Linked DNA regions of Anas platyrhynchos: region 1 is linked to region 2. The links are chromatin contacts, called in public Hi-C maps. All regions are on one chromosome and are shown on one strand. Each heading gives the region's core, a stretch centred on a gene start, on an enhancer-like site or on the middle of the called end of the contact. The rest is flanking DNA. Distances are from core to core; before and after follow the strand shown.

Region 1 (7,347 bases), core at 4,347-6,846, 380 kb after region 2:
TTGAATTCATGGTTCCTGCTGGAGTAGCACTGTCCTTAAAGATGTCAGCTTGAAAAACCTGGGGCATAAATAGAATTGCAGAACCTAAATGCATCTGTTATTTGGAGCCAAAGAGGACAGATAAATGTCATTCAGTACATTCTTCATACACTCAGTGGAAGAAGAAAAGCTCCTAAACAGACACTTAAATTGAGCTTCCTATAATTTAAAACTTTCTTCTAAGTGCCACTCCTCCCACACAACTCCTTCTCTCTCTCTTTTTTTTTTTTCCTTTCCTAACAGTCTATTACTACGTTTTTTTTTTTTTTTTTTCATATTCCTTCTCATAATGCTCATTTTTTTGGGGAAAATTTCTGATGTGGTATTCCATTTCCCTCACAGAAAAAAAAAAAAGGATAATGTCTAAATATTCTAGAAATATCTTAATTTCTGAAATGTAGCTAAATGGAATTAGTGTACCTTTAGTGTATCCTTTCACCTATGTAACTGAAGCATGTGGAATCATAGGATCAAAGTCAATAGAAGGACACCTACTCTTCAGGATAATTCAGTTTTCAAGTGACCCTCTGTGATGTTTTTCTTTCTCTGTTAACCAAAGGGAACTTGGGCAAGTGTGCTCATATCTTGGAAACCTACAGTAAAAGATATTTAAAGAAAAAAAAAAAATCCTTTCTGTGGAGGAAGAAATGATGATTCCATAAAAAAGACTATTGAAATAATATGACTGTTTTTCCGAATGCTGTGCACTTGTTTTTCCAAAATCTGTGTACTATATAAACAAAACGACACAGTACTTACGTCTCTGGAACAGAGGAACAGATGATGAACATATTTTCTCTCTTTTTTTTTTTTTTTCTTTTCTCTCTTTCTTTCTCTCTTTTTTTCTGTCTTTCTTTCTCTCTTTCTTTTCCTCCCTGCCTCCCTCCCTCCCTTCCTTCCTTCTCTTTTTTTTTTTTTTTAAATCTATCCAGAATGTTGTGTATTATTTTTGAGTTTGTAAACAATTCTTGAAGAACCATTGATTGCAAAAATTAGCATTACAGAGAACAAGAAATCACATGATATAACATATGCTTCACAGCATTCCAGCTGTGGAGCAGTTCTAAGAACATTGCAAACAGATTTGGGTATAATTAGGAGTTTTTAATTGCTCATTGCTGAACTGAGAAGTGACTACTCTAGCTACTTATAAAAAGGTTGTCTTGCACTTTTATATCATGTGTTAGAACTGTTCTTATTTTTTTTTAGTAATTTAGTCTTTTCATTTTGTTTTTACTAGAATGATATGGGAGGTCAACGGAGCCTAATAAACAAGTGGACTACTTTTCTGAAAGCCAGGCTTGTGTGTTCAATACCTGGTCCTGAAGGAGCAGACACACATTTTGATGAGCTGCGTAAGTTGAGTTATCTTTGATGGATTATTTTGTCATCAGCTTTGCTTTTTTTTTTTTTTTTTTTTTTATTTCTTTGTTGGTTGATTGTTTTTGTTTTTCTTTTTAGAAAAGTACCATATCTAATTCTGATTTTACTAAATTTCCAAGTAGCTCCCAAGTTGGAAAGTATATTATTTATTATAATAATATTATAATTCTATATAAAAAACAGACTACCTGCAAATGGGAAAACGTCAGAATATTAGTACAAATTTACATGGCAGATGTTAGACAAAAATAAATATTTGTTATATTTTTACAAATCTTCAAATTATAATTGATAAATGCAGAAATGTTCAATGAATGTTTAATAAAAAATAAATAAATATGTTCCCATTACAGAAGATATATTCCTGCTTTCTACAAGAGATGAGAGAAACCCTCTTGTATATGGAGTCTTCACTACAACAAGGTGTGTATTAGGAACATGTTTACCTCTCGAAACAAATGCAGAAGACCTTAATTGGGGATAGATTAATTATTTAATGAATCTCTCAGCTGTTTATTTTATTGAGGTGCTTTATGTAATATTGTCAGGAAGGAAATTATTATTTTGTTCCTGTAACCTTTGATTTAAGTGTAAATAATAAGGATAGGTAATATACTGCACAGTGCAATTACAAAGAAAAATTACCAAGATACTCCTTAACTAAGAAGCAACCACTACTGTGGCTCCATAGCCACATATTTTGTGTGATATATAATCACACAAAAATATTTAGAATTGAATTGAGTGTAACACAATTAATGACATAGCACATGAAGTAGCTGAAATACATGCCACTCAACAGCCTGGGATGGTGTTCTTTGGGAAAGTGATTTCTTATTTATTTATTTATAGAAAAATACATAGGAAAATAAACAAATAAATAAATGTTTATTTCTAACTCTTTAATTATCTCGTAAATGCAATTTTAATTCTCGGGCACATCATCTGTGTTATCACTAAAATACAGACTTTCAGAAGTGAACATAGGATGTCCTTCATCTGTAGAAAACTATAAATTTAATAGTTAATAAATGGTATCTGGAATCTGCTGAATACTAGAAAAAATGACAGTCTATGAAGTGATCCCAAAGGCTAACAAGTTCAGGTTTCATCTGAGCAAAGCTTTACACTGTAATGATAGTAACATTAAATATCTGTACTTATCAGACCTGTCCACATTGTCTGTTATTTAGCACCACTTATATCAGCTCTCAGGTGCAGGGTTGATCGAAAACCCATCTCACTCAGTGGAATTAATTAATTCACTGAAGGAGGTGTGCACTGAAGATGTGCTTATCAGTCTGTCTTCTTTTTGCAGCTCCGTCTTCAAAGGCTCTGCAGTTTGTGTGTACAGCATGGCAGATATCAGAGCTGTTTTCAATGGCCCCTATGCTCACAAAGAGAGTGTGGATCATCGATGGGTGCAATATGAAGGTCGTATCCCATATCCTAGACCTGGTACAGTAAGTGTCTCCTTAATTACATACTTCTATTTTCACTCAAAGGCAATCATACTTTTCTCCCCTCCATGGACTGTCAATTTATATTTTCCACTCAGGATGTTTCAAATTATCCTCACAACCCTATCTCTTCTGTTGAGAGCTCAGACTTCTACCTACCCTTTTTCTGTTTATATATATAAATATACATTTTCCATTTCTTTGAGATAACATTGTGTCCAGACTTTTTATTTTCTGATTGTCTCCTATTGTGGTCTCTTACTGTCCAGCTGTATTTCCATTTGTTGGGATCACCTATGAGGCACCAATACTTTATAAAAAGCCAAAAACATTTATTTATGGAGGATTAAATTATGATAAGGTATTTTATTTGGAGTCTTGTATTTCTGTTAACTTTGCATTTGTTAAAATCCCATTCCTTGAGATATGGTCATTGATTCTACCATGTGTGTTTGGGCATGTGTTGTGTTTTGAAATGAAATAAAGAGTTAGTTGTTACAGATTTTGTGTGATGGAAGACAAGTAATAGGAGGAAAAGTGAAGTTTAATACCCGAAAAATTCTAAATTCAAATCTGTTAGACTTGAGATGTAACCATCAGGTCAAAAATGTTGAAAGAATTTAGTAAAGGCTTTCTGTACTTCTGTCTTGATATTAAATTTGGAAAGGCATGAACCCACAGCTACAGCTGGGGGGAAAAGGGTATGTCTAAAAAATGCATTTACTTTTAAAACATCAGCAAAACTTTGAGCAACTCTTGCTACAATCACTGTAAAAGAGCAGTGATTTAAGAATAAGACAGATACTATCCAGGACATCTTTACATTATCTTGGTCTGGTATTCATTGAATTCTAGTATTCATTAGTACTAGAGAGCTGCATAAATCTAGCCAAATACTGAGCTACTGAGGTTGGACTGCTGCTCCTACCTTGCCTAGAAGTCACCTGGTTGTCCCTACACTATTTCTCTGACATCTGCATTGGTGTAACCGTTGCTTCAAGCCATATTATCTTGCTCATTTACCTCTTTCTTTTTTTTTTTTTTTCCACACTCTTTCTTGTATCTTTGTGTTTTCTTCATCATCCAGTGGATCCAGTGGATCCAACTGTTTGGTCCATTACCTTGCTCCCTGTTGCATTTGGTCATCTTTAGCTTCAGCAGGTCATGCCATGTGCTCTGATTATCTCCTCTCAGAACTGTAGGCGGGTGGGAAAGGAAAGCTTTCCATAAACAGTAAGGCAGCTCCAGCCTAAGATCTGCGCTGCTGGAGCAAATAAGCTCCTAATTTAGACACTGCAGGATTACACATCTCTCTCTCATGCAGAATATATGGTGCCCCCAGAAAAGAAGACTACATTTAATTCTTTTACTATTATTATTATTTTAGCATGCGCAGCTCTGGTTAAGAAGTGCAGATACGTTTAGTTTTAAGTACAAAAATGGTGCCTGTGAGAACAATAGCTGGTCCCATGGTATCTAAAGAGATTAAAATAACTCTCTTGAAAACCTCACAGTGCCCCATAAGGATGAACACTCTGCACAGATAGATGGGTCATAAGCTCATTGCATTTTTGAGTGTATTAGCCATCACATGGTTGAGCTGGGATTCACAAGGAAGGAAACATGTCAAGCTGAAGCATGTCAATGCTGATCTTTATCACTGATTTGAATATCTATACTCAAAAGTATTTTAAAAGTTGGAAAGTTTAAAGTAAATGGATATTTTCCATGAGCAACCCCTTCACTCTCTAACTGCTTCCTTTAAACACCTGATAACAGCCGTGAGAAAATGGTCTGGTAAAAATCCTTAGGAACTCTGTACCCAGTGGATTTCTGTAGGAGTTTGTCTGATCAGGAGCTGAGAAGGGAAGTGGAATTTTACTGAAGAAAGTTCTCTAAAGGGAGATATCTGTAATATTTACTATGTAGATAAGGTAAACATATTGCTGCATACTTATTTATCATTAGTCTTACAGAGCTGGAATAGGCTTGGATTACAACATACTTCGGGCTTGGTAGTTTAAAATAGAGTACCCAAATAAGAGGTGGATTCACACCTTGCTCTAATCCTGAAGTGGACTAGGCCAAATTTCTGGATCTGAGCAGATTTAGGGTGGGATCTGGAAGGGCAGTGCAGGGCTCAAAGACAAGGAAAAGAAGCAGCATGTTACATGCCCACAGAATGCTGCAGTGTGTCTGTATGCTGAAATGTTCTTCTATAAAGATTAATTTCACCATTTCTTGCCAACTATGGGGTGATTCAGGAATGCACAGAACAAAGCCAAAGAGGGATAATCTGTCCAGTTTTTAGTTACTAGAGCATTTTTGAAATTTAAGCTGTACTTAAGTGTTGCATAAAGCTTAGCATAGCCAAAACTGCCCTAATCTTATATTTCTTATATTTTAAGTTATTGGCAAAGTCTAAAAATGGCAGTACTAGGAAATCCATTTACTTTGATGTTTGTCTTTGCGAGAGGCATTGACTTCCTTTTCAGCATTTACACAGAAGCAAGAGACTGCTTACCCTAACTTAACTTTTTGCTCAGCTGCCTTTATCTCCTAAGTAAATAAAGCTGTTCACTATAGAGGCTGTGACCGCTTTGATATTGAAATTTTGACAAAATGCTTCCTGTGGCAATTTGTGTTGGAGATAAACTCCCAGCATGACCATGATATCATACCTTGGCAATGCTGAGCATCATGAGGGCGATGCAGTGGGGTCTGCCTGCCCTCTGGCGTCCTGCGAGACCCTGGCCAGGCTGACTTGTGATCAGATGCTGCAAAGCATGCAGCATTTCTACTCCAATTTCTCCCAGCAGTATTAAAGAGCAAGTGGAAATGGTGGAAATTAAATGGAAGCAAGGCTTGAAATCTATTTCAGTTTGGAAGATGAAGGAAAAAAAAAAAAAGAAAAAAAAAAAGAGAGAGAGGAGAATCAAGCAGCAGGCAGCCTGGTACAAAGGGCTATTTGAAAACCAAGAAAGCTTTTTCTTTTTCTTCTTTAGATGCCTAAACAATTGGACTTGCATATCTGCAGCTGCCCCCAGATAACAAGTCCAGTTTTCTTCCAGTCTTTTAGGGTTTCATCCAGAAAATTATCCTTTGATAAAGAAATCCTCAAGGACTTCCTTTAAAATGTATTCTGTGTTCTGAACCAGAATTTTCATAATGCCCTCCTAGTAATCACAGAAGACTTTTGAACAAGATTTATCTGTGAATTAGAAGAAAACAGCAGTTCTAGTTTATTTATATAACTGTAACTATTGCACCGAGACCAGCTTTTGAGAGGAACATCAGTGTTTAAAGATGCAGATTAATACATAGTCTGGTATGTCATAGGGCCCAGGTATTTAACTGCTATTCAAAGCGAAACTGAATACAATGTATCTAGATTTCTAGATCAGCAAAGCATATTGCAGTTTAATTGACTTCTTTGCTACAAGAAACAGCCCAGCACAGAAGTCACTGCTTTTCTCCATTTGTGGTGTTATATCTCACCTCTTTCCACTCCAGATCTGAATACCAATATATGGTTCTGAGCTTCTGTATTCTTTATGGTTCTCTCTCTCTCTTTCTTTCTCTCTCTTTTTTTTTTTTTTTTTTTTTTTTTTTTCTAATAAGTTCCTTTACCCTCAGATCTTTCTGTGATCTTCCTCAATTTTTCTTTTCTTTCTCAGTTGGTTTTTCTTCCTTTCTTTAGTGAAATCCCTTTATTTCTTCTGCTAATACATTGCAAAGCCTCATTGAGATGTGGTGTCCATCCCATTGTGACTTGGCTGAGCCACAGAGAAATACTGTCTGGCAAAAGCCTCCTCCTGTCCTCACGTCTGGTTAATTTTCCTGCTTTAATAAGCATGTTCATAAAACACTGAGGGTTGCACAGGTTTCCTTTGTTATTTTTAGACTTATCTTTCTCTTTACCTGATCTTTTATGGGATAGGCTGCATTCTTTGCTTCTCCAATTCCTCTCTCCTTTGATCTTCCCACTGTAAATGGGGCTGCTTAATTAAGTGAAATGTTTCACTTTATAGGTTTATTTTCCTGAGAAAGCCTCCCCCACCTTCTCCTACGTACCAACATGTTCTCCCCAACATGAATCACCTCTCAATTCATAGCAGCCTTTCAAAAGGCTGCGAACCCAGTCACCTTTCCAGTGTGCTGAGGTCGGCAGAAAATTGCAAAGTGCCACATACAAAGTCAAGTTCACTCACCTAGCTGATCTCAGATTGTTAACCTCACATTAATGTTCACTTATGTCAGCCTTTGCTAACAGCAACACAGGTGTGTTAAATGGAAAAGCAATACAAGGGGTTCAAGACAGACATTAGAACAAACCTTATACATCGAGTGGAATACAGTCTATAGCTAAAAAAATTAATAATAAAAAAATAAAAATGTTAGGGATCCTATTTGTGTGAGTGTGCATGTGTTTGTGTGTGTGTGCGTATTTAGGGGGGTGTAGTGA
Region 2 (7,098 bases), core at 3,969-6,468:
TTGATTTTCTGTTCAGCCTATAATCATCCTATTACTTCAGTGACATCCCTATCATATAATTCAGAGGGAGAAAGCCTGCTTTGTTTTCTTCTCCATCCTCATAATTTAGGTAAGACTTTAAAAAAATATCTCTGGCAATGCAAAAGACAAGCTGACAATGAAAGATACATCTTTATCACTTTAGTAAAATTCTGTGCAGGCCTGGAACCATGATATGCTGCTATTAATAAGAAAACTACAATGGAGGATTAATAAAAGAAATGCCATCTGTCAGTGTTTTTATTTAAAAGAGCTCATAATAATGCATTAGGAGCAGTCAGAACAAATTGAAGGAAGAAAAGTAGTGCCATGGTGCAATAGCTTCACATCCATGAAATTGCAGAGACCTACAGATTAAAGCTGGCCTGGGATGGGAGTGCCAGTAAATCAGAGTGCAGTGTTTTCTGTTGAGACTCAGGTAGAACACCTCAGTTCTACAGAGGGGTAGTGTACCTGGGGAGGCACAGGAGGGTCATTCAGTCTGTTCTGAAGCTTCTGCTTCAGCACCAAACAGAGAAACCAGTGCTGCATGATGCAGGCATAGGGGAATGAAGTCATCTGATATGGAATTTCAATTGGTGGTCTTGCCATCAACTGTGTTGAAAAGTGAAGTGAAGATGTACTTATACATTTTCAATTTTTTATAACAGTCCATGATTTTTGTAGCATAGCTTGTTTCAGTGGATTTGTCTTCAATGTATTTTGAGAGATGTTTTTCCATTTGTAGATGAAAGTGACACCTATACCTCACTGCAGAGGCAGAACACGATAGTATATGTTTTAGACTTTCTCCAAAATCCCTCAACCTGGGCACAAACCAGTCATTCCCTTGGAAGTTCAAATTAAGCATAGGAGAACATATAATCTCTGTCAAATTTTCAGGTGGTTTTAAGTGACTCAGTTTATACTAGATGAAGTATAAACTCCTAATAATAGAGGGCTTGGGGATAGGAAGGTACAATTATATCCTTTCATGTTCACTTAAGTTTATCTCTGAATGTTTCCATTTCTCTTAATTAATATAAGCATACATAAATATACAGAAATATACACACACACTTTAATTGATTTGTCACGTTTTGGGTTATTGTGGTAGTTTTGGGAATAAAGGAACTCCACACAGATTTGCAGATTTCTGTCATCAAGGAACACAAACTGGGTGAATCTGGAAGTATGGCAGCCAGTGTCATATTTGTAACAAGCTACTAGTGTCCCTATCCAGAAATAAGAACATTCAGATCTGTTTGCATATCCCAATATGTCTTTAGACTTTGATTAGACAAAGAAGAAAATTGGCCTGTTTTTCCTACAGAAGTTACATATTCAATTAGCGTTGCTTAGTGAACAAAGAAGAAGTTACAGGGTGACTTACTGATGCTCAAACATTAAAAAAATGTGCAGAAAAAAAAAAAAAAAAGAGAGAGCGAGAAAAAAAACTTGCTTTCTCTGTTAATACTGACATACTGGCTGAGATTAGATTACAGAAAAGCCTTGGAATGCAAAGCTCTGGAAGAGGTTTCCTGAGGAGACTGAAATTGTGTCATGGAAGCTTCTATGAAATTCAACACAAGCATCTGTTACAGATGATGAAATTGAACTTGATCCTGTCATTAGGCAATAGTTTAGATTAATATGGAGATCTCTTTCAGCACAGCTTTCTGTTATTATTACATCAACTTCTCCACCAAATTCAGTGTTGTTTTTTTATTGACATCCGACAACCTGCCTGTTGCAGGAAGAATGGCCGAAACACGCCAGACACTAGTATGGTCAGATCATGCTCTACTTTATTACCCGAACAGCTTGACTTTTATAGCAAACTTAACAGGGGCGGATAGTGTCTCACACAAGATTGTTGGTCAAAAACTCTCAGACAAACAACTGCAAGAAAACAAGCCCACCTGCAAGAAAACACCCCCCTTGTGATTAGCAGTCACGTAGACCTTGTCCTTGAAGCCAGCTGCTGGCAACAATATTTTTTAATTCCTCAATCGTGTGTGTGGGAACGTAGATCATGGGAACTTCTCATACTCATCTTGGCAATTTGGTTTGCTCAGAGGAAGCAAGTCATAGCCTCCTTGCTATCTCAAGAATCCCTCAACACCTGCCTAACACAGCTATGGGATATCTGTGTCCTTCTACTGTAGCCTGACTCTTGGCTACTGGGATATGAAGACTTTCACTGAAAAATCAAGTCCTTGCTGAGGCTGCTGGATCTGCATTAGTAATCTGTTTAACCACAAAGCAGCTTCCACACAAGGGACTGCCAATTTGCCTTGGTGTTTTTAGTTTGGAGGATTGCTTCTGGTAAAGTATATTAATCTATACTACATGCTTGAAACAATAGTAGGCCCTAAACTCTTCAGCTTTGAAGTAGTCTTGCAACCCTATTAGCTTCTAGATGAAGCTAAAGTTTCTATTTACTGAATAGCTAGATATCAATTGCTCAATGTTTACCCATCTGTGCCTGATTTATCCATCAGTTCATGAAGACACACTTTACATGTTGGTGTTATAAGGCAGGAGAAGATCTGAGCCTGCAGACGTGGTGTGGGCTTTCTAGTTCAAAACCATTAAGCCCTGAATTGTACTGCATAATACATTCCCTGTGCAAGTACAGCTCCACAAAGAATCTTTTTTTTTTTTTTTTTTTTTTTTGACTTCATACACTTGACACCATCTCAGATACTGGTTCAGCAACAGAAGAGGCTGCAGGGAGACTGAACATGTTCAGGTTGTGCATCTTGGCCTGCCAAGAGGTAGAGATCACAGAATCACAGAATCACAGAATCATTTAGGTTGGAAGAGACCTCTGGGATCACCTAGTCCAACACCTGACCTAACACTAATGTGATGGATCTTTCATGTTCACATTTAAATTGTATTTTCTAGCCTGTGCTGTTATTATGAGATGAAAGCAACACTTGCATAACATCAAACATTTAAAAGTTGGGAAAGAAAAGACTTTAATTCCCACACTTTTCCAGAGCTGTTTTCATCCTTGTTTTTACCGGTTTACAATTGCTTCTCCTCCATCTGTTCCAGTGGTATTTCTCAATGTAGGATTTCTTTTGTGTACAGTACTTACTTCCACTTAGCTATTACCTTTAGGCTAGACATTTCCCTAAGGCTAGGGGAAGAAGCAAAGGCTTCACGTCTGGAATGCATAAGTAAACAAACCCTAACTGTTGTAATTTTCAGGAATCCAGTGAAACAGTAAAAACAGCTTTGAAATAAATGTTGGCATCCAGATCTTATTGAAAAATAAGGATTTACCCTAAAAAGGCTTTACCAATACAAGAAAGCACTTTTGAGACCAATAATAGAATACCTTATGATCCTGTGGTAAAGACAAGGCTGTGGAAACTACCAGTATTGTTCTCTATGCTGGATTGAATCAGTCTTCTTGTATCAAACTTCCCAGAGTTACCCAAAGTACCAATCCATACAGCATTCTTGAGCTCAACTTTTATGGTTTATTAATAGGTCTGTCACTAGATGGTTGAGCCAGTATTGTAGATGTTAGTAAAAATCCAAAAGATATTCCCCACCTGGGAATAAGAAATATATCTATTTTCCCTGCAAAGGACAATGAATTTGCAAGGGGACTGTGCAGAAACAAGAGTGAAGACAGTTATGAACAGTGATCAAGCAGCTTATTTATTATGTTTTGTTGCTGTCCAGTACAATATCATCATGTCCTGGGTGGTTCACTCGTTTTTTATTCCACCAATTATGTCTATCTGTTAAACTCAAGATGTTGTAAAGATTATCTAGACAATATCTCTCTTTGTGTCCAGCATCCACTATAACAGATTTTTTGCCATTAGGTATAAGTTCTCATTATTCATATCAGAGTTAGTCACTATGGCTGTCTGAAGATCAAGAGTGAGATGTAGCAGGTCTCACTAACTAGAATGTTAGAAGGATTCAACATAAAATTATGCACAGATTTCTCTTTTGAAATAGGTGGACGTCTAAAGCACAGTTTTCTTGTTATGATATACATCATACTTTAAAAGTCATACTTTCCTACTTAGATATGGACACGACATAGCCTCCAACCCTGAATAGTCAGCATACTGAGAATAATGCAAAGATTCATTTTAACCACTAGATGGTAGCAAGACCTCACACCCGCAGAAAAGCAGACTGCACAGTTCAGTTTGCCAAAACCAAACAGAACTAATAGAACTAATTTAAAGAAACGAAAAACAAAGTGAGTGATATCAACCACTAAACATTATGATCTCTGCAAGGATCATAATGAACACAAAAATTAGGACCTTCAAATGTTGTCCACTATTGTTTGTCATATTGGCTGCCTCCTCTACATTCATAGTGTTCAGAAAAACAGTGGTAAATACATAAATAGACAATACTAATTTTAAAGTTTAGAATTCCTATGTAACTTTTAAGAGACATAATATTTCACTGGTAAAAGCAAATATCCATACATTTTATTAAGCCTCCCCTACAATTCATTGGGAATGTCTCCTGAAGTGTCTCTTGAATGTATGTCTCTTGAAAGTGACTATTCCTGATTTAAAGTACATTGTATTGGCTGCTCATGGTGTCTTGGTTTCAGTTGGTATAGAGTTAATTTTCTTCCTAGTAGTAGGCATGGTGCTGTGTTTTTGACTGAAGGATGAAAATAATGCTGATAATGCACTGATGTTTTAGTCGTTACTGAGAAGTGCATATACTGAGTCAAAGCCTTTTGGCTTCTTATACCACCCTGCCAGAAAGCAGGTTGGGGGTGCACAAGAATCTGGAAGGGGACACAGCCAGGACAGCTGACCCAGACTAGCCAAAAAAAAAAATAATTCCATACCACATGACATCATGTTGAACAACAGAACTGGGAAGAGTTGGCTGGGGGGTGAGGACTGCTGTTGCTTGGGAACTGGTTAGGCATCGGTTGGTGGGTGGTGAACAATTGCCTTGTGCATCATTCTTAGATGTAATGAAATATAGACCATCCTCAGATAGAATGACCAAAGGAAGAACCAGAGGAATCATGTTCTATGTAGAAGCATCTCAGCACTCTCCAGTGACAGATCTAAAGTATATGAAGAATTGGCTTTCTTAATTTTTAGGCCTATTTACAAAGTACTGCAACATCTGCCAGATTTTATGATTTGGCTAGTGGAGACAAACATGATGTTCTAAGTAGGAAGGCTGAGGAAAAAAGTATACACAAATACTTTGGCTTGAAAGGCCAGAGCATAGCTTTAAGTGATTGCAACAGTATCTCTGGTGTGAAGCTTTTGGCTGTTTCTGAAATCAATTATACTATATCTGAACTCCCAGAAAGCATTGCTTTTTAAAAAATATGTGCTTTTTAAAAAATAATAATAATTAAAAAAAAAAAAAGTGATGAATTTATCCCTCTTCCAATCTTCTGTCTTCAGGATGATGTTAAAAAAAATCTATTTGCAGCATAAAGTATTGCAAGAGTTTGTACGTGCCTGCATGTTACAGTAACAACCATTCTTCGGGGTCAAATGAAGGATTTATCAGTACTGCTAAAATGCTTTACCTTTCTTTCTATATCTCTGAATAGAACATGTCAGGAGTGCTTTGTCTTAAAGATGATAACCAAGAAAAACACTTCAGAAAAAATACATTTCATGTGGGCTTATTTATTTTATTTTATTTTATTTTATTTTATTTTATTTTATTTTATTTTATTTTATTTTATTTTGCACTATGAAAATCCGGGGGTTGATTTTGTCCCCATTCAAAAAATGAAAAAAAAAATCTTTTTGGAATCTCTAATTCTCCCAGGAAAAAATTAACCTATATACTTCATCATGAATCGCTTTTGGGCTTTTTGCCTTATCATGCTCAGGAAAAAATGACCAAGCCACAGCACTGGATCTCCCTGGACTTTTGCTAGCTTTCAGTCTCCTCTCTGGTCTCCTGGACAACAACAACATACCTTGTACTGCTGTCTGTAGCCAGTTTTGAAAATATCTATTGATTTAGCTTTTTAAGCAAATTATTAAATATTTTTCTTTGCTATAACTGTGGTCTATAAAAATGAGATCTTGTGTTTACATAGTTTGATGCTACAGACATACAAGAACCTAATTAAAGAGTAAATTAATCTTCCAGTTTTTAAAGGTTTGTTCCATCCACAGGGCAGTTTTGGAAAGGTAGCTATGTGGGAGCTTTATAGCAGCATTTGCAGGGGCACATTAAAGAAGGGCCAGTCAGCTGGATCTGTTGAACAAACATCACAGGCCTGATAAAAAGTCAGGGTCCCCAGGACTAGCAATGTCTTTTCCTACCCTTCCATTCAGAGACAGAAACCAGATCAGAAGAGAACATGTGGAACCCATGTGTGTTTACAAGCTAGTTGGGGACTACATCAGTGTTTTGCCCTCTTGCATGCTGGATGTCAGGGTGTTATCTTTCCCTTGAACTTCTAAGTAATTATCTTTTTCTTGGGGTTAGGGCTTTTACAGGGAGAAAACAACAACAACAACAACAACAATAATAATCTCTCATCACCATCCTACTGCGGTTAAAATATGTGCTATGATTGTTTGTACCACTTCATTTACAGCTCTGTTAGTTCTTCTGCATATGCATATGCAAAGAACATTCCTTTATCATAGATACATTTTCACTTAAGCTTCAACCACTTAGCTCCTGATTAAGCTCTTAATTACCTGGTTAAGTGAAGGAGGTTGAAACCATAAAGTTTTAGTGAATCATGACCTAAATTTATTGCATGTTTCCTTGTTTTAAAAGCTCAAATTTTAACAGCTTGTAGTAAGATACCTGAAAAGGAGTACCAGCAGTCAGGAGACAAAAGCCCCTGCTGTTGACATTTAGGAGAGAATCAAAGATCTTCATGTAGATAAACTATTCTGTATTTTAGAGCTAAAACTCCTCCTGCATGGGTAAGCATGTGAAGATATACTTTTTCAAGGCAATTTGTCCCTTTAAAAATGCTATTTATACAATGTAATTATAAGTGCATAGTCACTGACTGATGGTGCTCAGTTTTGGACATAGACAACCCATGTCTGGGAGACCTACATGTAG

The links. Hi-C and Micro-C count contacts between places; a contact is called where the count stands out from the background.
Region 1: a contact with region 2 is called in a Hi-C map of subcutaneous adipose tissue, with 4 times the contacts expected there. The contact joins two enhancer-like sites. A contact is called at or near these places in 2 of 8 Hi-C or Micro-C datasets (F5 follicle and subcutaneous adipose tissue).

Annotation. Positions count from the first base shown.
Region 1 is chr1:8,767,880-8,775,226 of IASCAAS_PekinDuck_T2T, forward strand. SEMA3D (semaphorin 3D) reads left to right here. Exons shown (of 18, transcript XM_027460118.3): 9 at 1,280-1,394; 10 at 1,776-1,845; 11 at 2,741-2,885. Among named protein-coding and RNA genes, the nearest start is that of SEMA3D, 110 kb to the left of the region's middle. Within about 2 kb of position 5,597, at least 1 of the 8 cell types and tissues checked has an H3K27ac peak or open chromatin away from gene starts, as enhancers often do. A contact at or near this core is called in subcutaneous adipose tissue, where this site is marked.
Region 2 is chr1:8,388,908-8,396,005 of IASCAAS_PekinDuck_T2T, forward strand. No RefSeq gene overlaps it. Among named protein-coding and RNA genes, the nearest start is that of SEMA3D, 270 kb to the right of the region's middle. Within about 2 kb of position 5,219, at least 1 of the 8 cell types and tissues checked has an H3K27ac peak or open chromatin away from gene starts, as enhancers often do. A contact at or near this core is called in subcutaneous adipose tissue, where this site is marked.